Linked DNA regions of Mus musculus: region 1 is linked to region 2. A link is a contact called in public Hi-C data. All regions are on one chromosome and are shown on one strand. Each heading gives the region's core, a stretch centred on a gene start, on an enhancer-like site or on the middle of the called end of the contact. The rest is flanking DNA. Distances are from core to core; before and after follow the strand shown. Region 1 has its middle 3.0 kb from the start of Gm23502. Region 2 overlaps Adk (adenosine kinase).

The links. A called contact is a pair of places that touch in the nucleus more often than the background predicts.
Region 1: a contact with region 2 is called in a Hi-C map of bone marrow-derived macrophages, with 14 read pairs. The contact joins two enhancer-like sites. A contact is called at or near these places in 7 of 39 promoter capture datasets (the C10 cell line, the HPC-7 cell line, cranial neural crest and 4 more), 2 of 15 datasets of contacts at CTCF or cohesin (embryonic stem cells and pro-B cells), 2 of 484 Hi-C or Micro-C datasets (the HPC-7 cell line and bone marrow-derived macrophages) and 1 of 115 datasets of contacts at active chromatin or transcription factors (acute myeloid leukemia).

Annotation. Positions count from the first base shown.
Region 1 is chr14:21,807,061-21,812,348 of GRCm38.p6, reverse strand. No RefSeq gene overlaps it. Among named protein-coding and RNA genes, the nearest start is that of Gm23502, 3.0 kb to the left of the region's middle. Within about 2 kb of position 3,643, at least 83 of the 459 cell types and tissues checked have an H3K27ac peak or open chromatin away from gene starts, as enhancers often do. A contact at or near this core is called in bone marrow-derived macrophages, where this site is marked.
Region 2 is chr14:21,133,855-21,138,884 of GRCm38.p6, reverse strand. All of the region lies in intron 3 of Adk (adenosine kinase), which reads right to left. Among named protein-coding and RNA genes, the nearest start is that of Adk, 84 kb to the right of the region's middle. Within about 2 kb of position 1,779, at least 4 of the 459 cell types and tissues checked have an H3K27ac peak or open chromatin away from gene starts, as enhancers often do. A contact at or near this core is called in bone marrow-derived macrophages, where this site is marked.

The DNA of each region.
Region 1 (5,288 bases), core at 2,394-4,893, 670 kb before region 2:
CCACTGCCTGTGCCATAGTACTTTTGTGGAAATCAGAGGACAACCTTGTGAAATAGGTTCTTTCCTTCCGCCTTTTCATGGGTTCAACAATCCAACTCAGGTAACCAGGCTTCTTAACAAGTGCTTTTAACGGCTGAGCCATGTTACCAACCGCCGACTTATTTCTTGAGATTGCTATGTAGATCAGACAGGCTCAGAACTCACAAAGACCCATCTGTCTGTGCCTCCTGAGTGTTGGGACTAAAACTATGTGCCACCACGCCCAGCTGCCCACCTTATTTTTTGAGATGGGATCTCCCATCGAAGATAGAGTTCGTGGATTCAGGTAGTCTAGCTGGCCAGGAAGTCACAGAATCCCGTCTCTGCCTTCCAAGTACTGAGATTATCGGCATGTGTCATGCTGACCTTTCCACAAGACTAGGAGTGGGGGTGGGGAGGACGATGAATTTAGACTCCACCACTGGTGTGGCAAACACTGACTGAGGTCTCACCAGAGCCCCCATTTAACCATTTATTTTTACTTCTGTGTGAGTGTTTTTACATGCAGGGATGGAGTCCCTGGGACTGGAGTTACAGGTGGGTTTTAGCTGCCATGCCAGTGTTGGGAACCAACCCTGGTCATCTGCAGGAGCGGTGACTGCTGAACCATCTCTTCAGCTCCCCAACCCCAATACTCATTTTTGGGACAGGGTTCGTCTCTCTGTATATCAGCCTGACCCTGAGTTGGCAGTGATCCTCCCGTCTCAGCATCCTGGTGCTGGGGTTACAGGTGGGCACCACCTTGCAGAGCCTGCAGCAGCTCTTCTGAGTTCATGCTTCCTTTTCCTGTGTGCCCTTCCTCTTTTCTTGCTAACAGAGGAGGAGGAGGAGCTTGGTGAGATCTTCAGAAGTCACAGGCTTCAGGGCCACGCTAGTTGAGTTGCCCCTTGAGCTGGTGGAGGCCCCTCTGCCTGGCCTAAGCATGTAGTGTCACTGTGGCTACAACAGGGACATGGGGTGAAGACGCACCCCATCCCCTAAGCCCTCCAAGTCTAATCTTTTTTTTTTTTAAGATTTATTTATTTATTATATGTAAGTACACAGTAGCTGTCTCAGACACTCCAGAAGAGGGCATCAGATCTCATTACAGATGGCTGTGAGCCACCATGTGGTTGCTGGGATTTGAACTCAGGACCTTTAGAAGAGCAGTCAGTGCTCTTTTTTTTGTTTGTTTGTTTTTGTTTTTGGAGACAGGGTTTCTCTGTATAGCCCTGGCTGTCCTGGAACTCACTTTGTAGACCAGGCTGGCCTCGAACTCAGAGATCCGTGCTCTTAACCACTGAGCCATCTCTACAGCCCCCCGAGTCTAATCTTAACCAGAGCCATCAAGGCCCACATTCTCAGGCTCCCCTCATTCTCGGGCTCCCCTCTTTACTCTCCTTACAGAACCCACCGTATAATAAGCAGCCCAGCTTGCCACTGAGCGTTCCAGGGAGCCAGACCATGGCACTTTGTTTGGTCATCGGTTTTTTTGTTGGTTTTGGTTTGGTAAAACCAAACAGTTTTTCACTACATAGCCCTGGTTGGTCTTGAGCTCAGAATTACATCAGCTTTAGCCTCTCATGTGCTAGAATAAAGGTGTGCACCTTCATGCCTAGTACCTTAGCACCTGGGGGGCGGTTAGGTAGTCATTGTGTCATTTTAAGATCTACCAGCATGGAAGAACAAAAGCTCTAATCTGTCTGCACCTCACATCAGCTGGTGGTAAGAAATGACAGGTGCAGAGAGGAGGTGTGCCTATTGGTTAGATGGGAAGGAGGAAGATAATCTAGTGCTTTTGCTAAGATACAGAGGCCATCATCCCTCCACACAGGCCACATCTCTCTGTTACAGAGACTTTTTGTTGTAATGGTAGGTAGGAGTGTAAGCTTGTAATGTTAACAGATCATGGGCCAGAGGCTTCCTCTGTGAATGCCCAGTTTTGAAAAGACACCATCTTTGAGGGCATTCTGGAGGTACTTCCTAGTATAATAACTTAATAATTTAAGGAATTTATGCCCAGGTCTTAACTGGTGTCTTAGGGTTTCTACTGCTAAGATGAAACACTATAACCAAAAAGCAATTTGGAGGGGAAAGGGTTTATACAGCTTACGCTTCCACATCACAGTTCATCATCAAAGGAAGTCAGGACAGGAACTTAAGCAGGGCAGGAACCTGGAGGCAGGAGCTGATGATGCAGAGGCCATGGAGGGGTGCACCTTACTGCTCATGGCTTGCTCAGCCTGCTTGCTTGCTTGCTTTCTTTCTTTCTTTCTTTCTTTTTCTTTTTTTTTTCTTTTTTTCTTTTTTTTTTTTTGGTTTTTCAAGACAGGGTTTCTCTGTGTAGCCCTGGCTGTCCTGGAACTCACTTTTGTAGACCAGGCTGGCCTCGAACTCAGCAATCCACCTGCCTCTGCCTCCTAAATGCTGGGATTAAAGGCGTGCACCACCATGCCTGGCTTCAGCCTGCTTTCTTATAGAACACAGGACCACCAGCCCAGGGATGGCCACTTCTATAATGGGCTGAGACCTTCTCTATCAATCACAAATTAAGAAAATGTCCTATAGGCTTGCTCACAGCCTGATCTTATAGAGTTATCTTCTCAAGTGAGGTTCCCTTCTCTCAAATGACTTTAGTGTCAAGTAGACATAAAACTACCCAGCAAAGCTGGTTCTGGTTACAACAGAGGCCAGTGCACCTGTTGCCATTTCAAGCCTCTCTAAATGTCACTTTCCTTGCTGCCACTTCAAGTAACAGGTGCCTTTTCCAGCCCTCTACCCTTTTGCCAGTTTTCTGTTTACAATGATGTGTGGTTCATGATGTGTTCATGTGGGGTGTGCTTGTGTCTGTGCTGATACAAGTGTGTGTTCACGTGCGTGTGTGTGTGTGTGTGTGTGTGTGTGTGTGTGTAAGACAAAGGCTACTGGCTATCTTCTTCAACCGTTCTTTGCTCCCCCCCTTTTAAATTTATTTATTTTATGTATATGAGCACACTATCTTCAGACACACCAGAAGAGGGCATCGAATCCCATTTCAGGTGGTGTGAGCCACCATGTGGTTGCTGGGAATTGAATTCAGGACCTCTGGAAGAGCAGTCAGTGCCTCTGAGCCATCTCTCCAGCCCCGCTTGCTTGCTTGCTTGCTTGCTTGCTTTTCTTTCTTTCTTTCTTTCTTTCTTTCTTTCTTTCTTTCTTTCTTTCTTTCTTTCTTTCTTTCTTTCTTTTTTTAGGTCTCTCACTGAATCAGATAGGCAGGTTGGCCAGTAAGCTGCATGAATCCTCATGTCCCTATCTCCCCAGTGTGGGGGCTACAGAAGTACTGCTGAGCCAACTCCCCCATCTCTGTAGGTTTGGGTTTGTTTAGTCTTGTCTTGTTTTTGACTCTTTCTGGAATTTTTGAAACAGTTTATTATGTAGCTAAGGATGATCTCAAACTTGTGACCTGTCTGCCCGTGAGATGTCAGCTGTGTGCCATGACACACCTGGGATGTCAGGTGAGGGATATCAGCTGTGTGCCATGACACACCTGGCTCCTGCTTACTATTTGTTTTTTGGTTCTAGCACTCTGGCTATCTGAAATGTCAATACTTGCCAAACAAAGATTACAGAGAACACCTTAGCTAAACAGGGGAGGTTTCAATAAGCTTCCTGAAGTGAGAGACTACATACTGGTGAATAGGGGAGCAGAAATAAAGAGAGCTCACTGTACAGGATTTAGGCATGTTTGATGCAATCTTAAAGAGAGTTCTGGAAAGCAAGGAAGCACGGTATACTATTCTAGATTGGGCGCTTCTGGAAAGAAGAGGCAACTACTTGATTTTTATGAAGCAGCAGGGTGAGGAGCGTATGGCCACAGTGGCCATTACTTAATGCCTTTCCTGGCTCTGAGGCATGGTGACAGGCAAGGTTGAGTAAGCAGTCACACCCAGGCCTTGGCTGATGACTCACGAGTGTCCAGGACAGCCCGGCTGGACCGAGGGCAGTGACTAGTTGGCAGTACCAACGAAGCTTTTGTCTTTCACACACAGCAACTGGAAGATTGTTGAGGGCAAGCATGTCATGTTTTAATCCCCAAAGCACCAGTTATCACACTGACATTCAAACATCTTCCATCTTTGATCTTACACAGCTACAGTGGTGTCAGTCCTCCATCCAGGACAGATATTCTTGGAATCTTACAGAAGATGGTAGGGCCAGTAAACGATGCTGGCAGGTAGATGGGTGTCAACACTATTCTCATAAAACTTTTAAAATGGATCGAGCAATTGTATCTTTTCAACTCTCCCAAGGACTAGACAGGGCTTGGCCTTTTCCAGGTGGTCAGGGAAAACAATTGGAGAAGATATTTTCAATGACGGTGGATGACTAAGTTAAATATTGTGCTGTAAGTAAAGTTGGGGAAGCAGTCTCTATTCACTTTAAATGGCCTTTCTTTCCCCCATTTACAATAGCATTATCTTAATGCTATTCTACCCAGGATGAAATCCGAGTTGGTTCTCCCAAGAGACCATAGGCCTTTCCAGAAAGAATAATACTCTGGGATGTTAAGAAGTGAAGAGAGCACCTTTAATCCCAGCACTTGGGAGGCAGAGGCAGGCGGATTTCTGAGTTCGAGGCCAGCCTGGTGAGTTCCAGGACAGCCAGGGCTACACAGAGAAACCCTGTCTCAGAAAAACAAAAACAAAAAAACAAGGCCACACCTCTTAAGCCTCCCCCCAAATCACCACCAACTGGGGACCAAGTGCTCAGACCCCTGAGTCTGGGGTGGGGGTGGGGCAGCGTTTCTCTCTCAGAGTGTCACACTCCAGTCTCCACTGCTCTCTCTCAGAGTGTCACACTCCAGTCTCCACTGCTCTCTCTCAGAGTGTCACACTCCAGTCTCCACTGCTCTCTCTCAGAGTGTCACACTCCAGTCTCCACTGCTCTCTCTCTGAGTGTCACACTCCAGTCTCCACTGCTCTCTCTCAGAGTGTCACACTCCAGTCTCCACTGCTCTCTCTCAGAGTGTCACACTCCAGTCTCCACTGCTCTCTCTCAGAGTGTCACACTCCAGTCTCCACTGCTCTCTCTCAGAGTGTCACACTCCAGTCTCCACTGCTGGGATTCTAAGTATGGATCACCACTTCCAACATTTCTAATGTGGGCCCTGGGGATTGAACTCGGGTCCTCATGCATGTAAGACAGTACTTCACTAAGGAAGCTATCTCCCCAGCTCCATCTCTTTTCTAGGAAACTGGAGGCCAGACCCCCTAGCCCAGGAGCCTTCACTG
Region 2 (5,030 bases), core at 530-3,029:
GATTAATTACAAAACCCTTGCAGAAACTTATGCATCTCAGCATACAAATGAAAGTGAGCCCTGAAAAGGCCAGGATGTATCAACTGTCTTCTTAGGCAGTGAACACAGTCATCAGTAAGTTAAATCCAATTAAGATTGGCCATTATAAATTTACATTTATGATATTCAGGACACAGAAACTAATCTGAAATGTATTACAAGGGCTGATAAAATCCTAACGTATCCTTACTTATGAAACATCTGAAATGCTAGGCCTGGGTCACCTGGCTTTCTGCATTGTTTTATCTTTACAGTAACTGTATCAACAGTGTTGCAGCCCTAATCCTGTCGACGAGAGCATGGCCTGAGAGATGTCATAACTAGGTGTAACAGAGATGAGGCTGAGATAAGTAATTCTAGTGAAGGAGAACTGACAAAATGAATATAGTCCTAAGGTCTTAGAAATGAATGGAATTTTCCAACCATTCTCCTCACCCCCCTCTAATGTGTTTGGTATTTTACCTGCATGGATGTCTGGGTACCACTTGCTTCCCTGCTTTCCTCTACGGTCAGAAGTGGGTGTCAGCTATCCTGGAACTAGAGTTACAGGTTGCTATGGGCCACCATTTGGGTGCTGGGAATCAAACCTAGGTGCTATGGAAGAATAGCCAGTTGCTCTTAACTGCTGAGCCATCTCTCCAACTCCATAAACAGTCTTCTTTTTCCTAACAATATCCAACTTTGCCTGGCAGACTCCACCACTCTAACACTCTATTTTATTATTATTTAAAAGGTTTTACACTGGAGGCAGGTTGAACATGAGACTCCTGATCCTCCGCCTCAAATAAGCCAGTGCTAGGGTTACAATCATATGCCACTTGCCCACAGAGTTCACCTAAACACTTTTGATCAGTAACTTTCAGACACAAGCTCCGTCTTTGACTTTGGGGATAGGTCTGGGACCAAGGCCAGTCAGAGCAGGCCCACTAGGATATAATCACCACACTGAATTTGGAGCCACTAGGAGGAATACAGAAAAACAAGAATGTGAACTATCAGCTGACGGTAGCCATCCTCTCTTGCAAACAGAACCGACACCGAGGAAAAGAGCTGAAATGACTCTAATACTATTTACCCCACTGAGTTACACTTTACCTGATGCCATACCAGGATCTTTTTACTAAATGCCCACTTGTTTAACAGCTTTGAGATGTGGCTTTTGTCACTTGTACACTACACCATCCATAAAAATTTAATGGTACAAATCAACTTCAGAAATTAAAACATTTAATCATTCCAAATCTGGAATCTTAAAATAAAAGACAGATCCAGGGGATTATTCTTAGTATTTCAAAAGGATGAATGAAATTATATACTGACCTGGCATTAGAAAAAAAGTGGACTTCTACACTACCCCGGGATAAGGTGACATGTGGATAACCTAGTGTTGGGATTACAGGCATGTGCCAGTTTGTCTGCATAGTAGTTTATTCTACATGACTGAACCTCTTTAAAATCTGCTTGAAATGAGTCTAAATAGAAATATAGTTTAGTCTTTCATTTAAAAATTACAAAAGAACTGATTGTGACTTTTATAATATAGTTTATTTGGGAGACAAACTGTTTTAAAACAAAAATATCACTGAAAATTTTCAAAATCATCACTGAAGGAGAAAAAACCCAAGAACTACAATATTATCTTGAAATACACTCAATAAAAGACAAATCACTTGAGATACTGAAACTACTCAGCATCCTTCAGTAGAGGAGTGTAAGCTAATGGTGCCACCTAGTGTCCTGCACTAGACACTACAACTCCATCTTCAAATTCCTTTTGCTGAAGAATACAGGCTAGTCTCCTCCCATTGTTGCTTTGTCTTCAGTAATTCTTCCAAAAGGCATTTGATTCTAATTCAGTTCTAGTTATGTGTAGCATTCCAGGGTGCCTTCATTCATACCTTTATCAACAATTGCTCCGTGAGGTTAGGGCTACTTTATTTCATTTTTAAGATTTCTCCATTAAAAATTTTGTTTAGATTTATTTATTTTATTTTTCTATGTGCATGTCTGTCATCATGGGTCTCTTGGAGGTCAGAAGAGGGCGTGAAGTCCCAGGTGCAAGAGTTACAGACAGTTTTGAGGTGCCTGACTTGGGTGCAGGGGACTAAACACAGGCAGTACACGTACATATACTCAGTGAAAAATACTCCAAGGGAAAATAGATCAATCTTTTAAAAAAAGGTCTGGTGCTCAGAGGATCAGGAGATGGCTCAGCTGGTAAAGTGGGTGCTGTGTAAGCACAACGACCTGAATTCAGATCCCCAGGCCTGTGAGGGGGAGACAGGAGACGTCGGTTACCTAAATCAGTGAGCTCTAGTGAGCTCTCAGAAACCACAGGTGTCTGGTACTGCTGCGGTAAGGAGGCAGTTGGATTCTACATGCTTGCAGGCCAGTCAATCTACATAAAACAGTGAGCTCTGTTTCTGTGAGGGAGGCTGTTTGAAGATGCAATGTGGAGGGCCAGAAAGGTGGCTGAGTGACAGAGGAGTCTGATGACCTGACCTGAGATCCATCCCTGGAAGTCCATGAAAAGCTGGATGCCATAGATGTCTGTAGTCTCGGCACTCCTACACTAAATGAAACTTTACAATATCAACCTCTGGGGGCTAGAAAGATATTCCAGGCATTATGAGCGCTTGCTGCTCTTCTAGCAAAGATGCCACATCAGTTGTGAGCACCCTCATCAAGTGAGGCTGAACAGTTTGTAACTCAAGCTCCAAGTCAGACACCAGTGTCCTCCAAAGCCACTGCACTCAAGTGGGCATACCCATAGGTACACATAATTAAAAAACAATAAAAACAAAGCTCTAAAAATATGAATTTCTGGCCTCCAGATGTACATATGTGGGCAAGCATGAGTCAGTGCAAGTGTGCGTGTATACATGTATGCACACACACACAATTACTATAGCTATCTATAACAAGTAGTGAATACAACTTTTACAACACAGCTTACAACTAAAATTTTAAATTCTAGGTCATTGAGTTATATGTTATTGAAAAGGTGGCAAAATTGTGTAAAAAATACATTAAAAATTATAAATGTATTTTTTATACTGGAAAAATCAGAAAACCTCTAAGTGCCAGGAAACTATAAAGTAATTCATAGCTCTAGAGAACATGATAGAAAGAAATTACCAAAGACTGTATAACAAAAAATGTCAGAAAGGACATTTTAAATCTGTCATTACATGCTCAGCCCAATGAAAAGAAATTCATGGTGGGAAAAAAAATGTCACGTTAAGAAATACATAATGCTTTAGGCTGGAGAGATGATGCAGAGGTTACAAGCACTGGCTATGCTTCCAGAGGACCCAGGTTTGTCTCACAGGACCCAGGTGGCAGCTCAGAACCAGCTGTAACTGCAGTTCCAAGGGATGTGACTCACTAGGCATGCATGTGGTAACACAGCCATACACGGAGGAAAAATATTCATACATATAAAAAAATTAATTTAAAAGAAATTACAGAATAGTGGGCAAAAAGAGGAGATTTTAAGAGTTCAAACAAAAATAATTCTCCACGAAAGAATAGAAATCATGGCACCCCATTTCCCACAAGCAGCACCAGTTGCCAAAATAAGACAGCCTTCAGATTGCTGAGGAAACTATTTCAACCTCAAATTCCAAACCCAAGTGAAATACGAAGCTACGGTGAAGGCAATATAGAGAAAGGCTGAAACAGGATCTTGAGCAGCCCAGTCTAGCCTTGACATCTGTAGTGAGCCAAGGGTGACCCTGCCTTCTAGATCCTCCCACCTCTACCTCTGATGCTGGGACTAACTAAAAAGTATGAATAAGGGGCTGGAGAGATGGCTCAGTGGTTAAAAGCACTGACAGATCTTCCGGAGGTCCTGAGTTCAAATCCCAGCAACCACACAGTGGCTCACAACCATGTGTAATGAGATCAGATGCCCTCTTCTGGTGTGTCTGAAAACAGCTACAGTGTACCTACATATAATAAATAAATAAATCTTTAAAGAAAAGAAAGAAGGAAAGAAAGAAAAGTATGAATAAATAAGAAAAATAATGAATAAGCAAAATATTCACAAAAACAGACCAAAGAAGAGTTTTAAAGTTAGCTATAAACAAATGAAGTCTGGTTAAAGCGAACAAAGGAGTAAGAGATGCAAAAAAAAACCATTACTAAGGTTCTAGACTTCAGGATAGCTGAAAAAATGCATTGTAAACCTTTTGTACTATGAACTAAGTTTTATTCAATTGCAAAAAATGCTTCATGTAAAAAGAGCTCTTAGCATTATAGAGCTTGATGATACTAAAATTAATAGAAAATGAGAAACACAAGGCAAGGAACACAACTAATAAAGCATGAAATGTGTTTCTTTGTACTACTTGAAATCAAACAGTAATGAATTTAGGAACAAAAATAGTGATTAAAGCTAGGGAAAGTATAAGGGAAAGGGGAGATAAGAGAGTGGTGTGAGCCAGGCTCATTTAACCACAGACCATGGAAAGGCAGGAATAGCAAGAAGTAACACCTCATTTCATAGACAAGACGGCCGTGAGTACTCAGGACAGAATTGCTCATGAGTGGCTGCTCTGTGGGGGCAGACAGCTACGGACAGGACTGCTCCTTCCAGGGGAAAGTCGTCACGGGTCCTTAGGTTTCTAACTACAAGCACACATTCCCACCACACTTCGAAGGGATGCCCTGAGATATAGTGGATCATGGGTTTCCCAGAAACCTCTTACCCAAACTGATTTCCTCAAAAAAGTATAATAAACCTAACAGTCTCCAAAGCCAAAACGTTCCCCCTTATAATATTCTCACACAAACATCAAACCAGGTGAACTGAGAGGCACTAATGTATCAGGAAAGAGGCTAGGTAAGAGAATTACTAACAATATGAAGTAATGAAGTTCAAGTTGAAGTACTGAGTTCAATGAGCAGAGGAATAGTAAAACCACTGATCAAGTTTGTAACGTGCTGCTCATATAGCTTAAAGCCCCTACATACAAAAGAAGGAGAAA